Regions from separate parts of the Sus scrofa genome. Here regions 2 and 3 are each linked to region 1. The links are chromatin contacts, called in public Hi-C and HiChIP or PLAC-seq maps. All regions are on one chromosome and are shown on one strand. The core of a region is the stretch at or near the end of the contact, and the rest is flanking DNA. Distances in the headings are between cores, read along the strand shown. Region 1 has its middle 95 kb from the start of SWAP70. Region 2 overlaps SBF2 (myotubularin-related protein 13). Region 3 has its middle 14 kb from the start of ADM.

Evidence for each region. A called contact is a pair of places that touch in the nucleus more often than the background predicts. HiChIP or PLAC-seq counts read pairs in DNA pulled down with a chosen protein or histone mark.
Region 2: an H3K27ac HiChIP or PLAC-seq map of alveolar macrophages shows a contact between it and region 1. The contact joins two enhancer-like sites. A contact is called at or near these places in 1 of 47 Hi-C or Micro-C datasets (embryonic fibroblasts) and 2 of 2 datasets of contacts at active chromatin or transcription factors (alveolar macrophages and skeletal muscle).
Region 3: a Hi-C map of retroperitoneal adipose tissue shows a contact between it and region 1, with 2.3 times the contacts expected there. The contact joins two enhancer-like sites. A contact is called at or near these places in 16 of 47 Hi-C or Micro-C datasets (blood, brain, embryonic fibroblasts and 8 more) and 2 of 2 datasets of contacts at active chromatin or transcription factors (alveolar macrophages and skeletal muscle).

What each region holds. Positions count from the first base shown.
Region 1 is chr2:49,708,583-49,712,370 of Sscrofa11.1, reverse strand. No RefSeq gene overlaps it. Among named protein-coding and RNA genes, the nearest start is that of SWAP70, 95 kb to the left of the region's middle. Within about 2 kb of position 2,215, at least 47 of the 83 cell types and tissues checked have an H3K27ac peak or open chromatin away from gene starts, as enhancers often do. A contact at or near this core is called in alveolar macrophages and retroperitoneal adipose tissue, where this site is marked.
Region 2 is chr2:49,307,067-49,311,004 of Sscrofa11.1, reverse strand. The region is part of intron 1 of SBF2 (myotubularin-related protein 13); the gene reads right to left. Among named protein-coding and RNA genes, the nearest start is that of SBF2, 66 kb to the right of the region's middle. Within about 2 kb of position 1,639, at least 2 of the 83 cell types and tissues checked have an H3K27ac peak or open chromatin away from gene starts, as enhancers often do. A contact at or near this core is called in alveolar macrophages, where this site is marked.
Region 3 is chr2:49,215,884-49,219,749 of Sscrofa11.1, reverse strand. No RefSeq gene overlaps it. Among named protein-coding and RNA genes, the nearest start is that of ADM, 14 kb to the left of the region's middle. Within about 2 kb of position 2,074, at least 8 of the 83 cell types and tissues checked have an H3K27ac peak or open chromatin away from gene starts, as enhancers often do. A contact at or near this core is called in retroperitoneal adipose tissue, where this site is marked.

The DNA of each region.
Region 1 (3,788 bases), core at 966-3,465:
GTCCTCCACCTTGGGGGATCACCTTGGGCAAGATGGATTCAGAGTCTGCGTTCTCAGAGGGAGTACTGCACCGGTAATGTGTCCTTCAGAGGGTGTCACACCTGGAGGCACACAATGTCTCTCTGTCCCTCATTGGTGAGGGAATGTATAACCAGCTCAGGTTTCTCCATGGTGCACAGACACCCACACTCCTGCCCCTGATGTTCTGTCTCAGTGCATTTTGTAAAAAAGTCATGTGGTCGGGGGCTTTCCATCTTGGCCAGGGCAGGTCCCATAATGGGGATTTTGCCTGCAGACCGGCAAGCTCTGAAAAAACCCATCAGGTGACTGGGGAGGTCAGTCATGTGAGGCTACACTTCCACAGGCAGGTGTCATTTCTGGGGTGTCCTTCAAAAGCAGGTGCATGACAAGTATCTGAATGGCTGAGTGAACCACCAAGGTCCCAGGATGAAGGCTCCCCCCAGCCAGCCTCCCACTTTCCCAGTCACACCAGCCACTGGCTGCAAAGTAGATCCCAAGGGCCTGGGACAGCCACCTCCCAGGAGACCCCCAAGGACCCCCCAGACTCTGCTTTCCCCTCAGGGATCTTGTGGCTTCCTTGGTGGCCATTATAGCTTTTCTGCTGTGGTGGCCAGAGCTGTTCTCCACTCTAGGGCTCTGGCTTCTGCCCCCATGGTCACATGTGGTGGTCTTGCAGATTCCACCTCAACATCAGTCGGGGGTGCCTCCTACTGGTGCTTCAGGTCTGATGAACTCTCCCAACGGCTTAGCCCAGGGCTTGGGAAGGGCAGGAGGCCTCCTCACAGCTGTAAGTCTTTAGTAAACGCTGGCTTGTTAGTGACACCTTTCTGAAATAAATCCCTGTTCTCAAATATATCCCTAGTCAACCCCCCAGGCACCATCAGAGACTGACTGAGCAGCCCACAGCTTTCCTCTTCCAGGCATTTAGCCCACCCTAGCCAGAGACTGAAGACATGTTTCCCTTTCTTTCTCCTTTTTTTTTTTTTTTTTTTTTTTGTTCCTTTCAGGGCTGCACTAGCAGCCTATGGAGGATCCCAGGCTACAGGTTGAATCGGAGCTGTAGCCACTGGCCTACACCACAGCCACAGCAAAGTTAGATCTGAGCTGAGTCTGTGCCCTACACCACAGCTCATGGTGATGCCGGATCTTTAACCCACTGAGCAAGGCCAGGGATTGAACCCGCAACCTCATGGATGCTAGTCAGATTTGCTTCTGCTGACCCACCACAGGCACTCCTCCCTTTCTTCTTAAAGTTAATCCCAGCATATGTGGAGGGTAGACCAGCAACCCCAATGCAACAAGTCCTTGTCTCCTTTCTTCCAGTCAACCCTGGAAGACCTCATGTAAATGAAGATACTAGAAAACCCAGGACTTCCAGAATTCCCACAGACTCCATGTGATTTTAAAAAAGAAGTGATGTTTGTGGGGGGTTTTCTTATCGCAAATACCTACCCAATGTGGAAAAATGGAGGAAAAGCAGGAATGCAAGGAGAAAAAAAAAAAAAAAATCCTGAGCTGTAACCTCCCCGCCGGGCCAGGTCCTTGAGCAGCCCAGACCCAGGAGGCCCCCCTTTGGGCATGCCCTCGTGCCAGGAGCAGCGACGGCGAGGCCGCCAGGGGGCAGGCGTGTGCCGCGGACCCAGGCGAGGCGGTCTCCAGCCAGCGGTCCTGGTGGGCGGGGAAGGGTCGTTGCCTAGGTTGCATCCTCTTGCACCGGCTGGAGAGGGGGCAGCGGGTCGTCCTGCTGAGGGCGGAAGGAAGCCCCCAAGCTGGGGCTCACCCGTGCACTGCCGCCCACTCATTTTATCTCCAGCCACCGGGAACCTTGGCGCTGCTTTCCTGTTTTACTGATGAGGAAGGTGAGGCCGGGAGAGTGGAGAGTAGGCAGTTGCCCAAGGGGACACAGGTCACGAAGCATCTAGGACGAAACCCAGATGTCCCGACTAGTCATTCCCAGCTCACACATGTGCGGGCAAGTACAGGCCGGCCTGGGGCCATGGGGGGCGAGGGTGGGAAGCCCTCTGTTCCTCCTTAGCTCCTGGGGGTTTCCTCGTGGGGCCCTTGCTGGCGCCAGGAGGCGGGTTGGCCGTGGCCCGCCCCTCCCCCGCTCCCCTTCCCCCGGAGGGGTTGGTGCGCACAGCCTGAGCCCTGTTTCTGTAAGTGCCTTGGAAAGGGGCGGCCCTCTGCCCTCTGCGGACTCGCTCGGCTGGAGGCTGCGGGTTGGGGCGAGAGTGGGTGAGGAGGGAGGAGGAGCAGCCAACAAGCAGGGGCCTGTTTCCTGCTTGGCCTGACCCCAGCCGTCCCCGGGGAGGCCCCAGCAAACTGAGCAAGGTCATCCGGGGCGAAATTCCAGCCTGAGCCCTGAGCAGTAACTTCGTTTTCCAGATAAGGCTCAAAAAGGGGACACGGAGTGTCCTCCCCACACCCCCTCTCTGTCAGCACCTCTGCTCTTGTGAAGCCTCCGCTGCAGACAGACAGCCTGGAGAAGAGACAAAGATAGACCCTGGGACAGATAAGGAGACAGGCATAGATGGGGCAAGAAACACCGAAGGGGAGATGGGGGCGGGGACGGGGCGGGCGGGGACGGGGCAGGGCAGCAGACCGGGCTGGAGCCCAGGAGGTCAGCAGAGGTTCCCGGTTGTGCTTGCTGAGGCTACGGGCTGGGCTCACATGTTGGAGAACGAGGCAATCATGGTGGAAACAGAAGGGTTTTTGTGCGGTAGGAAAATGGGTGGGACTGGCAGCCTTGCCGCGCTGGGTACAAGGCTTGTACCCAATGTGTGCCAACCTGGGACTGGTGGAGATGACAGAGGAGTCAATATGAGGCGCGACCTCCCAGCCTCCAGGAAACCAGGCCAGAGGGGTTGAGATTGGGGAAGGGGAGGGGGAGGCCCTACTTGCAGTGGAGGTGCAGGCGGGGCGGGGGGAGCGGCAGGGGCAGACAGGGCTGCAATCAGGCTGCTGAGTCTCCTGCTCAGGACCTCTTCCCCACACACTCTGTAGAATATTTGCACCCAACACTGGCTGTTTGGCTTGGCAAGTGAGCAAGGCTATAAAGTCACAGCTGGCCTGCGGGCGCCCAGTCACCAGATGCAGCTGAGTCAGTCCCAACCACTTCCCCCACCCCCTGGGGGCAAGCGCCACTGCTGGTGCCTGCACACAGGCACATCCACACAGGTACGCACCGACGCCGTGTGGCTGAGTCACAGCTGCCTCCTCAGAGAGCACGTGCCTGCTCGCACACAGGTACCCACAGACCCACACGCACCTAATCCTGAGTCACCAGCACCATTGGACCGAGAGCGAGGGCCCCCCAGAGTATGTTCTGCCTTTCCTACTTAGACACGGATATCATACAAGCACGTGGACGTGCCCCCCCCCCATATGTCGGGGGTGGAGGTGTCAATCCAGTTGTTTTGAAGACTAGAGCAATGAGTGACCAAATTCATGAATGAGCAAACAAGTGAAAATATGAGTGACACCCACCCTGCTTGGAGACTCGGTAAAATTGGTTGGGGCAGCAGCATTGCAGGGTGGGTCCCAAGTCTGTGTCTGCAGGGAGTTGTCTTGCTCCAAATATAGCCTCCGTGGGCGGGCAGGGAGCCAGGGCTGCCTCCCAGACCGTGACTTCACTGGGCCCAGGGCCCAGCCTCGGAGGAGCTGGAGAAAATTAACAGAAGAGGCCCCAGCTTTCCGCAGCCAGGGCTGAAGTGTGAGGCGAGAGCTGGTGGGTGGCTCTGTTCTCTGGAAATGTCCAAGGCTTGAGC
Region 2 (3,938 bases), core at 390-2,889, 400 kb after region 1:
ATTTAGCAAAGCACAAAAAAAATTCAAATCCTCAAATGGGATAAATTCAAAAAAGTTTACACCAAAACTTCTGAAAACTTAAAAAAAATCTTGAAAGGAGCAAGAGAGAAACAATGTATTACCTATAGTATAACATCAATTCAAATGACAGCAAATTTCTCATCAGAAACCATGAAGGTCAAAAAGTTGTAGTACATTTTTCAAGTGCTGAGAGAAGAATTCTCAACTAGGAATTCTATTTCCAGCAAAACTACCTTTCAGGAATGAAGGGGAAATTCAGACATTCTCAGATGAAGAAAAGCTAAAAGAAACTGTCACTAGAAGACCTATCCTTAGAGATGGGCTAAAGGAAATTGTTCAAACAGAAAGGAAATGATAAAGGAAGCAATACTGGAGCATCACAAAGGAAAAACAATGGACAGAACAAAAATATTAGTACAGACAATAAATTATAATTTGATGATTAAACAAAAAGCACAATTCAATGTTTAAATACCTTCTACAATATCCCCAGTTTTTCATCCTCATCCTTAACACCTCTAAGTAAAGATGAAATTACTACTTCCCAGATTATTAGATAGCTCTTTCATACGTTGAAATATTTTTTCAGAATCCAAGTCTCCCTAGGACAAAAGTTTTGTTTTTGCTCAGGTCATCACTCTCAAATCAGATCCAAATGATATTTACTGTGCAGTTGCTATACATAAGGGAATTAAACCTAACAAGCTATAAAATAAAACTATTAATCTCCATTTTACACATAAAGAAATAAACTTACATACCAGGTAATGTTCTCACATTGTTCCAGTATTCAACCAATGGCTGGTGTCCTGGTGTCAACTGGCTCTTCTCTTTCTAGGGCAATATTCTCCATCCTCTATCCTTAGTCCAACAACTTTGGTTCACTTAAAACTTCTCTATCTTTAAGTTTACTGCTTGCCTGACTTGTAACCCTTTGCTGTACTGTGGCAGGGCAGATGGATAGGAACCACCAGAATTATCTCCTCTTTCAACACAGAACTTAATCTGGGTGTGACACTATAGGTAAGTCTAGTTCTAGGGCCCTGACTTGCTCTAGTTCCTCCTATTCTATTGAAAGAAACTAGACCATCTCAGGGAAAGCCCACAGAGTCAATAATTAACATCTGCTATACTCAATGTAACAAGCTAAAAATAAGCTCAACCTTCTTCAAAAAGTAAACACTTCAACTACTTAAAGACAACTACTATGTCTTCTCAAAGGTAAATATGATTCCCATTTCCCTTCCTATCTTGGTCACTCTTTCAAGAGTCCTTCTATTTCTCAATAGACTACTACACTAAACGCATCAACAGTAACTATGAATAAACAGAAATAATCCAAGATATAAATATCAGCACACAGTGAATATCTTCAAACTAATCTAAGCAAGTCCTCACAGACATATGCATACACCACTGAGCCTTGTTTTAAAGAAGAACACTATACTGATAATCAAGAGATCTCAGGCCTGTCTTAGCTCTATCTCTAACTAGTAACCTTAAGCAAATCCTCTAACTTCTCTGAATCTCAGTCTCTTACCTATAAAGTGATCTTAGGTCTCTTCCGGCTCTAAAATTCTATGCATGATGAACATCAGAAAATGTGAAATACATACATCTACCACTAGAGGGAACAAAACTATGGTTGTCAACCTAAAGAGTAGACAAAAATCTCCAGATAGATTACCTTGCTAGGAAAACCATACTCATTTAAACTGTATGAATTTAAACTAAGCCTCAATAACTTGTCTGCTGGCAAAGAACTCCACGTTACTGACTAAATATCGTTATTTTGTATGATGTAGAATAAAAGATCTCTTTCTAGACTGGTTAAAGTTATCTTAGACGAAAATGAGTATCACAAAAACATGCCTATTATGTAATACTGAGAAATCAGCAACCTTACAAACAAAACAGGGGTAGAAATAGAAGCACAGAAAGAACACGGGTGAAGGGAAAGGAGAAAAGGAGGAATAAAAAAGAAGCAGCAAGGAATTTCTGCAACATAATAGTATATCTATGCCTTTTAAAGTATTATAGAAATGTATTACCATGATACCACAGAATATTTAGCCCCTGTTGATAATACAGCAGAAAAAAAATTACCACATAAAAATTTTAGGCAACTTTCTTAGAAAACATTCAAAAACACCAATATGTTGGTAGCATTCAGAATGCATCAATCCTCTTAGAATAAAACGAAAATTACACATTTAAAACACAATTCTCTACTATGACTTGCTGTATCACTTGCACTATGTTTTTTAAGTTTCCCTCCAACTGAAGATAAGATTATTACGTGATAGGTACTTAGTTTTAGCATAGGAATTTTAAAATATAACACCTTTGAACTAGGGAGAGAAGTTATTGATTGAACAACAGCAAAGGTCATCATGTTCATCTTCCTCAAACAAGAAAGATTCCTGTTTGTTGCACAATGCAACCAGGCATGATACACCTGAACTTCTCATTAAAACTCATTCAACACGTCTCTATCTATGGGTTTCCTAACTCTAACTCAATAAAGGAAAAGGCAGGAAATCTCTGAGTTTGAAAGAATATCAACCCGTGCCTTGTGTTTTATTAGTACCACACTCTAACCAACTGAGCTAACCGGCCTTTGCCGAACCTGTGCCTTGCGCTTTAAAGGAATACAGATGCTCAATTTCTTCTTCCCAAATATAGTTTAAATACGCCCTCTACCTACAACGTTTTCCTTTTCTCTTTCTTTCACATCTCTAACTCAAAGTTCACCTTGGAGCAGAACCACCAGCACAGATAATCCAAGCCTTATGTTTTCTTCTCAGTTCTTCTCAAAATCAAACTTCCTATCCTACTAAAAGTAAACAAGTTATAAGGCCAGTTGTTTTCCCTGAGGTTTCACTCTTTAAAAACAAAATTGCCTTCTTCTCCCCATAAAACAGTATTTCACAAGCTCCCAATGCCATCTACACCCCTACTGGGCACTTCCACAAATGGTAAATTATTCATGACCAAAATGGGATATTCCATTATTTCTACAAAACCCGTATCTTCTCCTCCATTCGCTGTCATAGAGAGTGGTACCTTATCTATCTGGGTATTCAGTGTCTCCGTCACAAGTTCAGAAGCATATGACAGGAAACCTACAATATTAGCAGCTTACAAGGGAGAAGTTTGTTTCATTTCATATAAAAGAAGTCTAGAAGTGGGAGTCCAGGACAAATGACAGATCTATGGTCTTGGGAATCCAGTTTCTACAGTTTCACTGACCCACTATCTACAGGGTTTGGCCCTCATTCTCATGGTTTAGCGCTAGAGCTCCAAACAACATGTCCATGTTTCAAGTAAAAATTGAGAAGGGCATAGATTATTAGGGAGAATCTCTGGAAGAACAATTTCACATAAACATCACTAGCCAAAGCCTAGTCACACAGCCATGCCTAATTGAAAGGTGGAGTCTTAGTTAAGTGACAACTGTTCTGCCAAACACACACACACACACACACACACACACACACACACGAGCTTTGTTTCTAAAGGAGGGGAAACTAGATATAAGACGGTAACTGGCAATTTCTATCAGAGTCTGACCATTAGTCTGACAAATGTCAACACACTGTACAAAGCCCCACGTTAACTAGGAACATAAGGAACGGTCCAGGAAGGAAGCCATGGGTGTGAAGTTGTGAGAGAGAGAGCCATAGAGAAAGAGCTTTCTGCCTATGCAACATACATGTGCTTTCAGTACCTGCTTTGTGCCCAATGGCTATTTGATGATGGAACTGCTGCTTACTAGGCATTATCTGTGTAGGAAGTTCATATCACTGGTATCCAGTATTTGGGCATTTGTTCTCTATTAGATATAATAGACCTAAAGCATCTTTCAAAAGTAAAATATTTGCAGAGTTCCCACTGTGGTGCAGCAGAAACCAATC
Region 3 (3,866 bases), core at 825-3,324, 490 kb after region 1:
CCTCACATATATTGTTCTATTGCTGTCATTGTTGATCCTTTTATTTTATGAGAGCTTTTGTCTTTTTTCTACTGATTTGAGATTGTACGTAATAATTGAGCATATTAAAGTTTTGCTACATACATACATTTTTTCCCTTTTGGTGGAGTGTGGTTTGTTTTTTGCCCTATAAAATTTTAGATATTTATATAATTGAAGATACCAGTCTTTCCTTTTATAATTTCTGCCTTTGATGGCTCGCTTAGGAAGTCCTTCTCTGTCTCAATATTTTAGGATGTTCATCGATTTGTCTAATACTTTCTAATTTCACTTGGTACTTTTAACATTTTGATGCAACTGGAATTTATTTTGGTGTATGACATGAGGTAGGGATCTTATTTTTTTTCTCTCAAATGGTTAGCAGTTGTCTAACACATATTATAAGTAATTCACTTTTTCTGCAGGATTTGAGAGGTTTTCTTCATCATTTACTACAAGTTTTCAAGCTGTGTCCTCTAGAGCCACAGGGTTTCCCTGAGTTACTTCTGCAGATTCCTAGGAGGAAGTAAAAGAGCTAGATTCTTTCTCTAGCTTCAAGTGGAGTAGTTCTACTCTTTTTTTGTTTTATGCGTTGATGTTCCATGTCAGAGTTTATCTAAAAAAGAATTCATCCGCCTGCGAATCAGTAATAAAATAAATTCTCACTTTTTTTTTTCTTTTTTGACCCCCCCCCCCAACTCCTGCCCTAGCATATGGAATTCCTAGGCCTGGATCATAAGCAAGCCACAGTTATATCCTATACCGCATCTGTGGCACCGTGGCTGTGGATTGAACCTGCATCCCAGTGCTCCAGAGACACTGCTCATTCTGTTGCACCACAGTGGGAACACCGAGAATAAACTCTTAAAACACTAAATAGTTGAATCTATTTCTGGCCCTTTTATTCGTTTCCACTGTCAGCCTGTCTTTTCCTGTACCAGTTTAACAATTTAAAAAATTATAGGAGTTCCTTTGTGGCTCAGCAGCTTAAGGACCTGGAGTTGTGACTGCTGTGGCTCTGGTTACAGCTATGGCATGGGTTCAGTCCCTGGCCTGGGAACTTCCACCTGCCATGGATGCAGCCAAAAACTTACTATTATTATTATTTTTTGTCTTTTCTAGGGCCGCACCCGCAGGGCATATGGAGGGTCCCAGGCTAGGGGTCTAATCAGAGCTGTGGCCCGGCCTACACCACAGTTCACAGCAATGCCAGATCCTTAACCCACTGAGCAAGGCCAGGGATCGAACCCGCAACATCATGGTTCCTAGTCGGATTCATTAACCAGTGAGCCATGACAGAACTCTGTGCCGCCAAAAACTTATTATAAACTTTTCAAATTTACACAAAAATAGAAATAATAATGTAGTGAACTCCCATATACCTATTATTAAAATCCAATAATTAAATAAGTCCAATAAAATATAAATATAAACATAATATAAATATATATTAAATACATATTAAATATAAATATAATTTAAATATAAAATATAAAATAATCCAATAAATTAAATAATAAAAATCCCACTTAATTCACCTATCCCTTTTTCTTTTCTATTTTGTTTCTTGCCAGAGTATTTGGCTTTTCCTTCCTTCCTTCCTTCATTTCAGTTCTCTTCTCTTCGCCTTTCCTCAGGCATCATATTATTTCATTTCACCCCACACAATTCAGTATGCATCTGTTAAAAAAAAAGCAATGAAAAAGAAGAATGCTTTCTTACGTAACCAAATGCTATTGTTACACTTAACGTTAACAATAATTTTGTGGTATCATCTCATACCCAGTCCATAATCAAATTTGCCTTACTGTCTCAAAAGTGCCTTCCAACAGTGGTTCGTTCCAAACAAACTCCAAACAAAATTGTTGTATCTCTAAGGTTTCTTTTAATCTGGAGCAATCCGCCTTCTTTTTGTTTTCCAGTGCCATGGACTTGTTGAAGAAAACAAGGTTTTAACAATTGTCATGTAGAACTTTTATTATCAAGATAGATCTTGACTCTCCACTTCACCCTGCCTGTGTAGACACAGCCAGAACACCATGGCCTGCTTACTTGTCAGGGTTGGGTGGGGGTGGGGGACTGGGTGACCAGTCTCAGTATTTCTTACACAGAGAGAGTATCATGGGAGGTTAATCTTTGTGCTTTTCTTTGTTACACTTTTTCCACTTGACCTTTCCCCTAGTAAGTCAGAAGCATTGCCTCAAGGAGAATTAGGATTGGTAAAACCGGAATGCACAGAGAAAGAGTCAGAATAAAACAGTCAATGTTCAGTTTTCTGACTTTTAAAAGAGCCTCTTGGAGCCCACATCAAAAACAATAGTTTTGAAAGCCCAAGGCCTTTATTTGCAGAGCACCGGGTTTTGTTGAGGGAAGAAAAGGCCCTTGAGAATCACAAAGGAAGGCCCGGAAGCGTGAGGGATTGGCTTTGCCCTAAAAACATTGGAAAGAGACCAGGCTGGGGGGACCTGACTAACCCCTCTCACTCTCCAGGTCCTTTGGGCAAGGGAGGATTTAGGAGGTTGGAGGGAGGCCTGAGGGAAGCTGCCGGCCAAGCGGATGCAGCAGCCGGGAGACACTGCAGATTGGCCTCAGGAAGCCTGTGGTTGGAGGCCATCTAGGCCTGGAACCCATCTGCCATTTGAGTGGGCCCCACACCCGCTGAGCCCAGGAGCTGTGTTAGCTGTTCTTCTTACTACTGTCAAGGGTCTTTCATCATCAACAGCCAGAAGGCCCAGCAGAAGTGACACCTGTCGGGAGTCATTTGTTGACCCCATCCAGATGACTCCGCATGGTGGAGGATACTAATAAGCCACCCTGACTTCTTAGATGGAAGGGCATTTTGTACTACAGGAGAGGGGGAGCTGATAGGGGAGCCGCCCACCTCTGTGTTTAGGTGGGACTGGACCCTGGGGAGATGCCCTGCAGGGCATTCAAATGGTACAGGATCTCCCAGCCCAGCTGTACTCTTGTGTTCTAGCCTAGTTTTTGGTCTCAGTTTGATGAGTTTGTTCTGCTAGTTAGAACCGTGGTCCTTAACCTTTTCTGCCTCTTAAAACCACTTGGGGGAAGCCTTTAAAAAAGTACTGACACCCGGGCCCCATCCCAAATTAATTGAACTAGATTCTCTTGTGGGTGGGGCCTAATGTCATGTGTTTGTGAGTAAAATTTTATCTTGGTGAGGCCACTTAACTTTGTTTGGCCCAGACGTTATCACACTTCAGCTATTTAAAAAATGCACCCCGGGGATCCTAACAGACTGAGACCAAGAGATAGTTTATGTTTGTATGTAGAGCTAAAGGGAAAGCTACAGGCCCAAAATGGCATCGCTTGTGCTAAAGCCCATGATTCCATCCCTATACAGAATACCTGAGCTAACTGCAGTTTTGACCTTCCCCAGAAATGCAGTCTTTATTATTATTATTATTATTATTGGTCTTTTTAGGGCCACACCCACGGCATGTAGAAGTTCCCAGACTAGGGGATGAATTGGAGCTGCAGCTGCCAGCCTATGCCACAGCCACAGCCACACCAGATCCAAGCCGCGTCTGTAACCTACACCACAGCTCACAGCAATGCCGGTAACCCAGTGAGTGAGGCCAGGGATCAAACCCACATCCTCATGGATACCAGTCAGGTTTGTTACCACTGAGTCATGACAGGAACTCCCAGAAATGCAGTCTTAATCAGCCTGAAATTTTCCAGTCAGCACCTATGAGGTAATCTGTCACATAGGCCCTCTCCATCCTCCCAGAGGATAGAGAAGGGGGAAATATGTGTGATAAAACCCTTGTCATCCCCTACCCCCTAGAAAGATGTCCTGGCCTAACAAGAATCCTTTCTTTCCTTTT